Regions from separate parts of the Mus musculus genome. Here region 2 is linked to region 1. A link is a contact called in public Hi-C data. All regions are on one chromosome and are shown on one strand. Each heading gives the region's core, a stretch centred on a gene start, on an enhancer-like site or on the middle of the called end of the contact. The rest is flanking DNA. Distances are from core to core; before and after follow the strand shown.

Region 1 (4,373 bases), core at 562-3,061:
AGATCCTCTTATAGAGGGTCATGAGCCACCATGTGGTTGCTGGGAATTGAACTCAGGACCTCTGGAAGAACACAGCCAATACTCTTAACTGTTGAGCCATCTCACCAGGCCCTACTTCAAGTTTTTATTTTAAAAACACTATGGAGTGGCATTTGCTCAGGCCAAAAGCTCCCGGGCTGAGACCTCAGCCTATGTTCCCAGAAATGCTAGCCAGTAGGTGCAGCCGGGGTTCTAGGGAGCACTTCTTCCAGGGGCCTCTCTGTCCAGTAGGAACAATGTCTTGATGTTTTCTGCGGGTCCAAGACCACAGAAGGAGGAGACTCTTCTACCCATCTGCCCTTAGCCAGACAGTGCTATGTGTCAGGCCAAAGGCCATGTGCTACAAATGAGAATGCGGCACGTGGGCTGAAGGACAGCACGCATCTCCTTGAGGAATGAGTCAGCAAGGAAGCCAGCTCTGCCTGCTGGTGTACAGAAGACCCAGCAGTGTCAGGAACAAGGTCATGGGAAAAAGGACAAGGGACAAGGGACACTGAGCTCCCAGAGTTTAGCCTAGGGAGGCATTCATATAAACCCAGCCTGAGATGTTCCACAATGAGACTTGAAGATGTAGCCCAAGGGCAGCTGCTCATGGGCCTTTTGGGAGTCAAGGCCTAGACAGAGCTTCCAGGCTAGCCCGCTGGAAGATAACGGTAGGTTTCCCAGCAGGAAGTTAAGCCAGGCAGGGTAGAAAATGAGAGGGGACAGAGAGGAAGGGGAAAACCTGGCCCTGTTCACACTGGCCACCTGGAAAAACCCAGGCCACACCCACAGCTTACCCACACCATTAACCACAGCTGCAACTGACCCCACCCACAACTAGGCAAAAGTCACCCTGGCCACAAGCACAATCTAACCCCACAGCTGGCCACATCCTCACCAAAGTCCACCCTTGACTGGCACACCCATGCATGGGGCCCACACTGGCAGCTGTAGTCCAATGTTCTGCCCTTGACCATAACCCTGTATCTTCCCAGAGGAAAGCACCGCCCCCCCCCCCACCTCACTCCCACAGATTCACAGACATAGGAGGAGAGCCATAAACTCAACCTCATCCTAGATGTGACTATGTTCAAATACCAGGTCACCGCACTCTGAGGAAAGGCAACAGAGCACAGGCTGGAGGGTACCCTGACAGAACCACCTGATGCCAGGTCAGCCTCCAAGGGTCACATGCTCTCCAGAGATAACACCCGGACAGTGCAAGGGACCTATGTGAGCACGCACACTTGTCACCTACACTGCAAAGCTGAAGACAGAAACAGGGCTACAGCTGGGGCATGCTCTCTGCTGGCATCTCAGAATGCCAGCTGTGAGGGGGCAAGCCTGAGCTGGATCCCCCCCCCCATCCCCATACGCCATTTCCGCAGTGGAAAGTGGGGCTGGCTCAGCTGGAGGAGGAGGAGGAGGAGGGTGGGAAGGCTGGCTGGCTGTTGCTTTAAATGATGAACAAATAAACCTCAAACAAAACAAAAAACCGCCATTTGAAAAAGGGCAGGAAATCAACCATAGGATCTGGCGGGGTTGTGTGGACACGCTTCTACACTAAACATACTCGCTTTTCCAGAACAGAACAAACACACACTAAATCATTTCAGCCTGTCAGGCTTCTGGGAGATAAACGGCCTCACCTGGAGATACGAATGGGAGTTTAGATAAAACTCAGAAAACCTGGGCACCGTGCCAAGCCCCTGCCACCACACACTGTCCTCCTGGGGTGCATTTGCCTGCTCTGTGCCCCCCTGGTGCCTGGAAAGCTCTCATGCCAGCAGGGGCCGAGTCAGAAGTGAGCCTTGGCCTCTCAGTGAGCTGCATGCCGTGCTTAGCAGCAGGGAGTGGCTCGAAGCTGTTGACTACTTTTCTCTATCCAGACCTTGAGAAGGCACACCTACAGGACCCCAAAATGAGTCTCAGCTTGCTGAGCCTTCGAACGGGCCTCCCATGTCCACGCCTGGGAGATGAATCCCATATCCATGCCCGCTCTGGGAGGAATAATATCTGGCCTTGGAGGGTGGCAAGGAGGTTTGGTCCTGGTTCATCGGATCCAACCCTGTGCTACTGTGACCCTACAGGAAAGCCACCAGGTTCATCAAGAGGACTGGGTCTAGGATGGCCCAGGAAGCCATGCCTAGGAGGTAGCAGGGTCTGCTCTTTTTTCCTGAGGGGTCTGATCACCCAGGAAGGTCTCTGAGCTGGCTGGGAAACTCCAGCTCTCGTCTTCTTCCCGCTTCTGTCCCAGAGCCTGACTTGGACCTCAAATCTCCATGCCCGGGTAGCTGTGTCCAGCTGCCACCTACTCGTCCCATTACCAGCAGTTGATTCTACCCTCCTCCACCTCACCCCAGCTCTTAAAAATCACCCCAGCCCTTCCCTGCTCCCTGCCCTAGTCCCTGTTCTGGTCCTCAACTACCAAGCCTGTGTTGGAGCACAGAGCTCTGACTGGTTGTCATAGTGCTTCTGGGCACAATACAACCTATACATAGACGTTGGTGCTTTGTGGAGTGACATGCCCAGTCCCCAGGCTACCAATGGATTATTTCACTACCTGCTCCCGTGTCCTTCCTGGACACTCCCCACTGGGTGGCCACAGGTAGTCTCACACAGCCCACTTCCCTGATCCAGCTTGCCACCAGCCAACAGATAGAGGGGTGGGAGGCATTCCTGAATCATGCATGGTCTTCGGTAGGTTGAACGTACAGTTGCGTTTTGACATCTAAGGCTCAAGATGCAGGGATGGCAAACACGTGGGATAAAAAGGATCACGCCCATCATTGCCCCTTCACACCTCTCTAAACAGTACAGCCAGCCCAGCAACCAGTCACACAGTGGCTGGCTCCCGTTGCTATCAAGCAACCCAGGATCACAGCAACATCTGCAGGAGGAAGTGTCGTGTACAGGCGCTCCCTCGTCTGACCCGTCTTCTGGGTTGGTATCCATGGGGCCGAGACAAGTACATAAATGGCAGAAACCACCACTGGGAAACCTGGTGAGGCGGAAGGATCAGCTGACCTGATTGACAGTGCTGTGTAGCATAGGACACTGCCTTAGACCAGTGGCTGCTGCGCATAGCAATGGTGTCTGGGTCACTACATGCACAAGTGAAGGTCTTCTGACCTTGTGTCTCTCTAGGCTGTCAGTCACTTAAGCCACAAGAGTGAAAAAGCACACACACAGAGTGTCCTGTGCAAGTCCAGGGCAGGTAACACACTTAGAATGGGAGGGTCACAGCCTTCACTTCTGGTGGTTAAAAGTCTACACGGGGCAGGAAGAGAAGGCTCAGCGGTTAAAGGCACCGACTACTCTTCCAGAGGTCCTGAGTTCAATTTCCAGCAACCACATAGTGGCTCACAACCATCTGTAATGGGATTCAATGCCCTCTTCTGCTGTGTATGATGGGAGTGACAATGTTCACACTTACATAAAATAAATATTTTTTAAAAAGTCTACATGCCAGAGGCCTCCTTGGGGTCTACAGGAAGGTGGCACCAAGGGGCCAAGTACCCTCCAACTCTACCTCCTCCACCCGAGTGGCCCGGCCGGTAACTCCATTTGCCAAGATCATCCTTCCGTTCACATCTACCCCTCAGCTCCAGGGGTGAATGGGTGGACACTGTACGTGAGCTTCTGGCGCAGTCACCCTCCCTCTCCAAACCCTCAACAAGTGGGCTGGACTTTACATATTTTGAAATTCATAACGTGAATACATAACTTGTAAATATGGAAAAATGGGGATGGGGCACAGCTGGTTATAGCTGGGGCCACCCGAAGTCACAACCCTATTGTGTCCCATGATTTTGCTGCCATTAGGGATCTTGCCACCATCAGCAGCACCATGGACTCGTGCTGCCTCCTGGACACCAGTGCATTCCAGAGCCTCTGTCACCAGGAGGACAAACACCACAGTCACCACTGAACTGTGAGAGCTGCCCAGTCCAGTCATAGCCCCACTCAGGGTAGCTCAGTCATAGCCAGCTCTTCATTCATTCACAGCCGGATCTAATACTCTCTCCCAGGGACACCCTCACCCTTCCACTTCTGCGCCCCATGTTCAGGTGCCGTGGCCAGTGCGCAGGAGTGCGGTTGCCTTTACACGCAGGCGGCTGAGCTCCCTGAATTATTCACAGAATTATTCACAACCTGTAGGTTGTTTTAGAATTTCCTGTGGAACCCAACATGCCAATCACATCTGATAGAGGGTATTCTTTCGTCCTGTGTCCCTGTTGAGCCCCCCCCCCCATACTGTAGGAACAAAATACCACAGTTAAAGCAGGTTAATGCTGTTAGGAACCACAGCTAAGACTGTTCCCTCCACTACTGTGCTATTGTGAGTGTGT
Region 2 (4,373 bases), core at 730-3,229, 200 kb after region 1:
ATCTCTGGGGCTCACTTCACCTTGGTGGTGGTAGGGTGTTCCTGCCTGCCCTCCTGCCCGTACTAAGCAGGTACCGGGTGTCTGGCTGTGAGCTTGATGCTTTGAGAAAGTATGGCTGCTGGTGCATGGCTGGAGGGACGTGTCCAGAAGATAGGGAGTGGATAGAGCAGACACCGAGAAAAATAGTATGTATGGGTTTGTTTTTGTTTTTGTTTGTTTGTTTGTTTTTTGTTTTTTGTTTTTTGTTTTTGGAGACAGGGTTTCTCAGTGTAGCCCTGGCTGTCCTGGAACTCACTGTGTAGAACAGGCTGGCCTTGAACTCAGAAATCTGCCTGCCTCTGCCTCCCATGTGCTGGGATTAAAGGCGTGTATATGGTATTTTGCCTACATGTATAATATATTCATGCACCACATGTGTGCCTGGTGCCCATGAGGCCTGAAGAGGGCACTGGATCCCTGAAACTGGAGTTATAGACAGCTGTGAGCCACCATGTGTTTGCTGGGACTTGAACCTAGATCCTCTGGAGAAATAGCCAGTGCTCTTATCTAGACCCCGACTCATACTGAAGAGCCATGTTGGGCCTGAAAAGCCCTCCATTCTGGGCAGTAGTTCTGTCTGGAATCTCATTTCTTTTTCTTCTTTCTTTTCCTGCCCCCTTCCTTCCTTCCTTCCTTCCTTCCTTCCTTCCTTCCTTCCTTCCTTCCTGTCTGTCTATCTATTTGCACACAAATCTCAGGACACCGCCCTCATCCCATAACTGACTTCCTAAACCCAGAATACCAAGCCCAAGCCGCAGCCTGTCATATTAGAATGCTGAACGTCCAGAACTTGGCCGCCCGCTACCTGATTGTGAGGAGCATTCAGCCTGGTGTTGACAGTTCATCATGCTGTAAATGTCACTTCTGTGCAGAGCAGTGGATAACATGGCGATAAGTGAGCCCTAGGAGAGCACACACAGGCTGTGGGGGGACATGGAGGGGACAGCACCCTTTGAGTGGAGTGGCCAGGGAGGAGCATCACACCGTGCCCTTCCCTAGGGATGAAGGTGAACAGATACCCTGAACTCAGTACACTGGGGAGAGCAAGGCATTGTCTTTTAGAAAGATCCTTAAGGATAACAGGAAGGGAAACTGGCCTGGTAAAAACCTGTTCAGGTGCCCAGTTGTGCAGCCCAGCCTGGCCGGGGACAGCTTTCTTTTCCCCTCCCGGTGGCTTCTGTGTGTGTATGTGCTCTAGCTGGGTGGGGAGAAATTTTATTTAAAGCTTATCATTTGATTCTGCCCCCCTCCCCCTCTGGCTAGGCCTGTTGCATCTTGTGCCAAAGGGATTCCTGCTTGAGAGATCTGCTTTTACAAATTTAAAAATAGCTTTGAAGTTGTTTTCTTTCCCTGTGGGCCGGGAGCCATGGAGGCTGCGCTGCCTGGGCAGACCATGCCTGTGGGCTGAATTATCTCCTCTGCGCCCCCTGAATCATCGTACTGAGGAGGGAGGAATGGGTGTCTTGGGGATCGAGGGTCCATGAATTACCTGCCCTTCACCTTCCAGAACCTTGGAGAAGCTAAAGCCTGGAGCAGGTGGGTGAGCAGGTGGCCTAACTGTACCAGTCTCCCACAGCTTCTGCCATGTGTGTTCTGTGAGGAATCCTTTGCTGTACCAGGTCCCTCTGGCTTCAGGGGCTCCCGCTCTCGAGTTCCTTTTGCCTCTTTGCTTTGGAGCTATCTGGCAGTCTCCAAATGGGGTTTGGGTATAAGGACCAGAATCTCTTTCTTCTTAAGGTGCCCCAAGGTCACTCTCATAGGTGACCTAGTATTCTCAGACCTATGCAGATGTAAGGTATACCTAGACACAGAAATATCCCCCCTGGCTTTCTCTCCACCACATTCATTTTGCTGCCTCAACAGCTCCTTTGTGGGTAGGGAGGGGGTAGACCTTGTCCCTCGGGGACTGTCTTGGCTCCCTCTGGTGCTGCTGTGCACCTGAGTCATCTCACTTATCTTCCTCGTAGTTGGTTTGCTGGTCTGCTTAAATGAATAATAACACAGTGACAACATGGGTGTCGTGTGAGCAGCAGCCTTGAATGGAGCTTCTAAATTGTGATATCGAACTTTTCTTTCGAGGTACACCCTGGAGACTTAGTTTCGGGGACCAACTCATCTTCAGTGGACATCCCCACCCCTCTGGCCTTCTACAGGGGCTCTGTGGCCATCCCTGCTGTGTAACCAGGCCAGCTGAGTGCCTAGAGTCAGTTATGGCTGGCACTGGGCCTTGTAAAAACCCTGGCTTAGGAGCTGTGCCACACCATTAGTGGCATGTGATACATAGCTTCATAGCTCTGCAGTATTGGCTCTGTGGTCTAACGGGCTAGGCTAGGGCTTTTGCCTAAATCCTCACTTGTAACTTAGACACACACAGGCCCCAGATGGCCTCCTCGCTTGACTGAGCCTGTAAGAAACCCCGTGTGGAAACAGGGCTCTGAGCTTGTATCTGTCTCTGTCCTCAGACTGAGGGCACAGGAGAGCAGGTGTCTTTCTGCTGCGCAGCTAAGGCTTGTGTGAGCATATTATAGGATGGCACACCTGTTGCCTCTGGCAATGGACTGTTCATTGGTTCCTTTTTCAAAAAACTACTGGGTTTTGAGGAAGTCTATGTAAGCATTCATTGCTTGGGCTGCCTCAGTGGGTTGATGGGGAGTCCTGCTTCTGTGTTGGGGGACATAATTGGAGGTGATAAGAGAGTGAAGTGGGAGGGGAGAACCCTACCAGCTGAGGTGGGGGTGGGGTCTCTGTACCCAGGAAGGCCAATATGCCCATCAGAGGAGGGCTTCTTGTTTTGTGATGCTCATGGGAGCCGTGAGGCTAGAAAGTCCTCTGTGGGCCTCTGTCTGGGGGAGGGGGCTCCTTTACCTTGTCTGTTATTATTATCTCAGGGGAAAACATGGTAGGTAGAATCTCAATTTCCCCAAGAATGTTTATCCCCTTAATCCCTGGAACCTATGCATGTGACCATTCCTTGGCAGATGTGACAGAGTTGTCAGCCTGAGGTGAGAAGATCCAAGATTATCTATGGGTGCAAAGCAATCTCAAGGAGGAGGCTGGTGGGTCAGATGGAGGAGGCTGGTGGGTCAGATGGAGTTGGGAAGGATGGAGGTAGGTCAGCATGTAGTTATTGTTCTTTGGGAGTCACCAGCCAAGCAAAGCATGTTCCTCTAGATGCTGGAAAGGATGCTGTATACCCAGTCTTCCCACCAGCCTCCAAATAAAACTGGCCCATTAACACATCTATTCTGTCAAGCCCAGAACACCTGTTTGATCTCTGGACCTTTTAAAACCATAAGATAGTGTCTTAGTTAGGGTTTTACTGCTGTGAACAGACACCATGTCCTGGAACTCACTCTGTAGACCAGGCTGGCCTCAAACTCAGAAATCCACCTGCCTCTGCCTCTGCCTCTGCCTCTGCCTCTGCCTCTGCCCTCTGCCCTCTGCCCTCTGCCCCCTGCCTCCTGCCCCCTGCCCCCTACCCCCTGCCCCCTGCCCCCTGCCCCCTGCCTCCCAAGCTCTGGGATTAAAGGCTTGCACCACCAATGCCCAGCTCCAAGGCAACTCTTAAAAAGGACAACATTTAATTGGGGCTGGCTTACAGGTTCAGAGGTTTAGTCTATTATCATCAAGACAGAAGCATGGCAGCATCCAGGCAGGCATGGTGCTGGAGGTGCTGAGAGTTCTACATCTTCATCTAAAGGCTGCTAGCAGAATACTGGCGTCCAGGCAGCTAGGATAAGGGTCTTATAGCCCACACCCACAGTGACACACCTACTCCAACAGGGTCACACTTTCTAATAGTGCCACTCCCTGGACCAAGCATATACAAACCATCACAGATAGTGACTATTGTACTAAGTCAGAATGTAATGTTAGTGGCCACAAGAAGCTAATTTGTAGATATTAAAGGGGCTCCATCATCCTACCTTTCATCCCATGAGAGTCCTTATGGTCTGTTATGGGTGGGTCCAGCATCATCAGCCTCTGTGAACAGTGGGGGTTATATTAGAGACTGAGGTGACCCTCCCCCAAGTCATAGCAGTGACAGGCTTACAGTGTGGGGGATCCAAAGTTCTAGGGCAGAAAGCTGGGACTGCTTACAGGCCACAGTCAGATCTCAAGACAGAGACTCCTGGGATGGAAGGGGGCTGCTGTGGGCCTCTTGACATGACTCCATTCTGTGGGGAAGCTGGGTAAGGATGGCCTTATAGGTGGCCAGCTCAGCGCTTTCTGCTTGGCAGGCAGTCAGCCTTTCCCTCCTGCTCCTGCTCTGAGGGAGGGGCAGGAGAAACCGATGACTAGGGTTTGTATTGCTTTTGTTCTGTGGACGGGGC

What was found. A called contact is a pair of places that touch in the nucleus more often than the background predicts.
Region 2: a Hi-C map of bone marrow-derived macrophages shows a contact between it and region 1, with 48 read pairs. The contact joins two enhancer-like sites. A contact is called at or near these places in 5 of 484 Hi-C or Micro-C datasets (bone marrow-derived macrophages, colorectal tumor organoids, embryonic fibroblasts and 2 more), 5 of 115 datasets of contacts at active chromatin or transcription factors (embryonic basal ganglia, embryonic stem cells, epiblast stem cells and 2 more) and 4 of 9 other capture datasets (adipose tissue, liver, macrophages and 1 more).

The regions. Positions count from the first base shown.
Region 1 is chr15:85,908,435-85,912,807 of GRCm38.p6, forward strand. The region is part of intron 24 of Celsr1 (cadherin, EGF LAG seven-pass G-type receptor 1); the gene reads right to left. Among named protein-coding and RNA genes, the nearest start is that of Trmu, 31 kb to the left of the region's middle. Within about 2 kb of position 1,812, at least 52 of the 459 cell types and tissues checked have an H3K27ac peak or open chromatin away from gene starts, as enhancers often do. A contact at or near this core is called in pancreatic islet, where this site is marked.
Region 2 is chr15:86,108,527-86,112,899 of GRCm38.p6, forward strand. All of the region lies in intron 3 of Gramd4 (GRAM domain containing 4), which reads left to right. Among named protein-coding and RNA genes, the nearest start is that of Gm15722, 19 kb to the left of the region's middle. Within about 2 kb of position 1,980, at least 61 of the 459 cell types and tissues checked have an H3K27ac peak or open chromatin away from gene starts, as enhancers often do. A contact at or near this core is called in pancreatic islet, where this site is marked.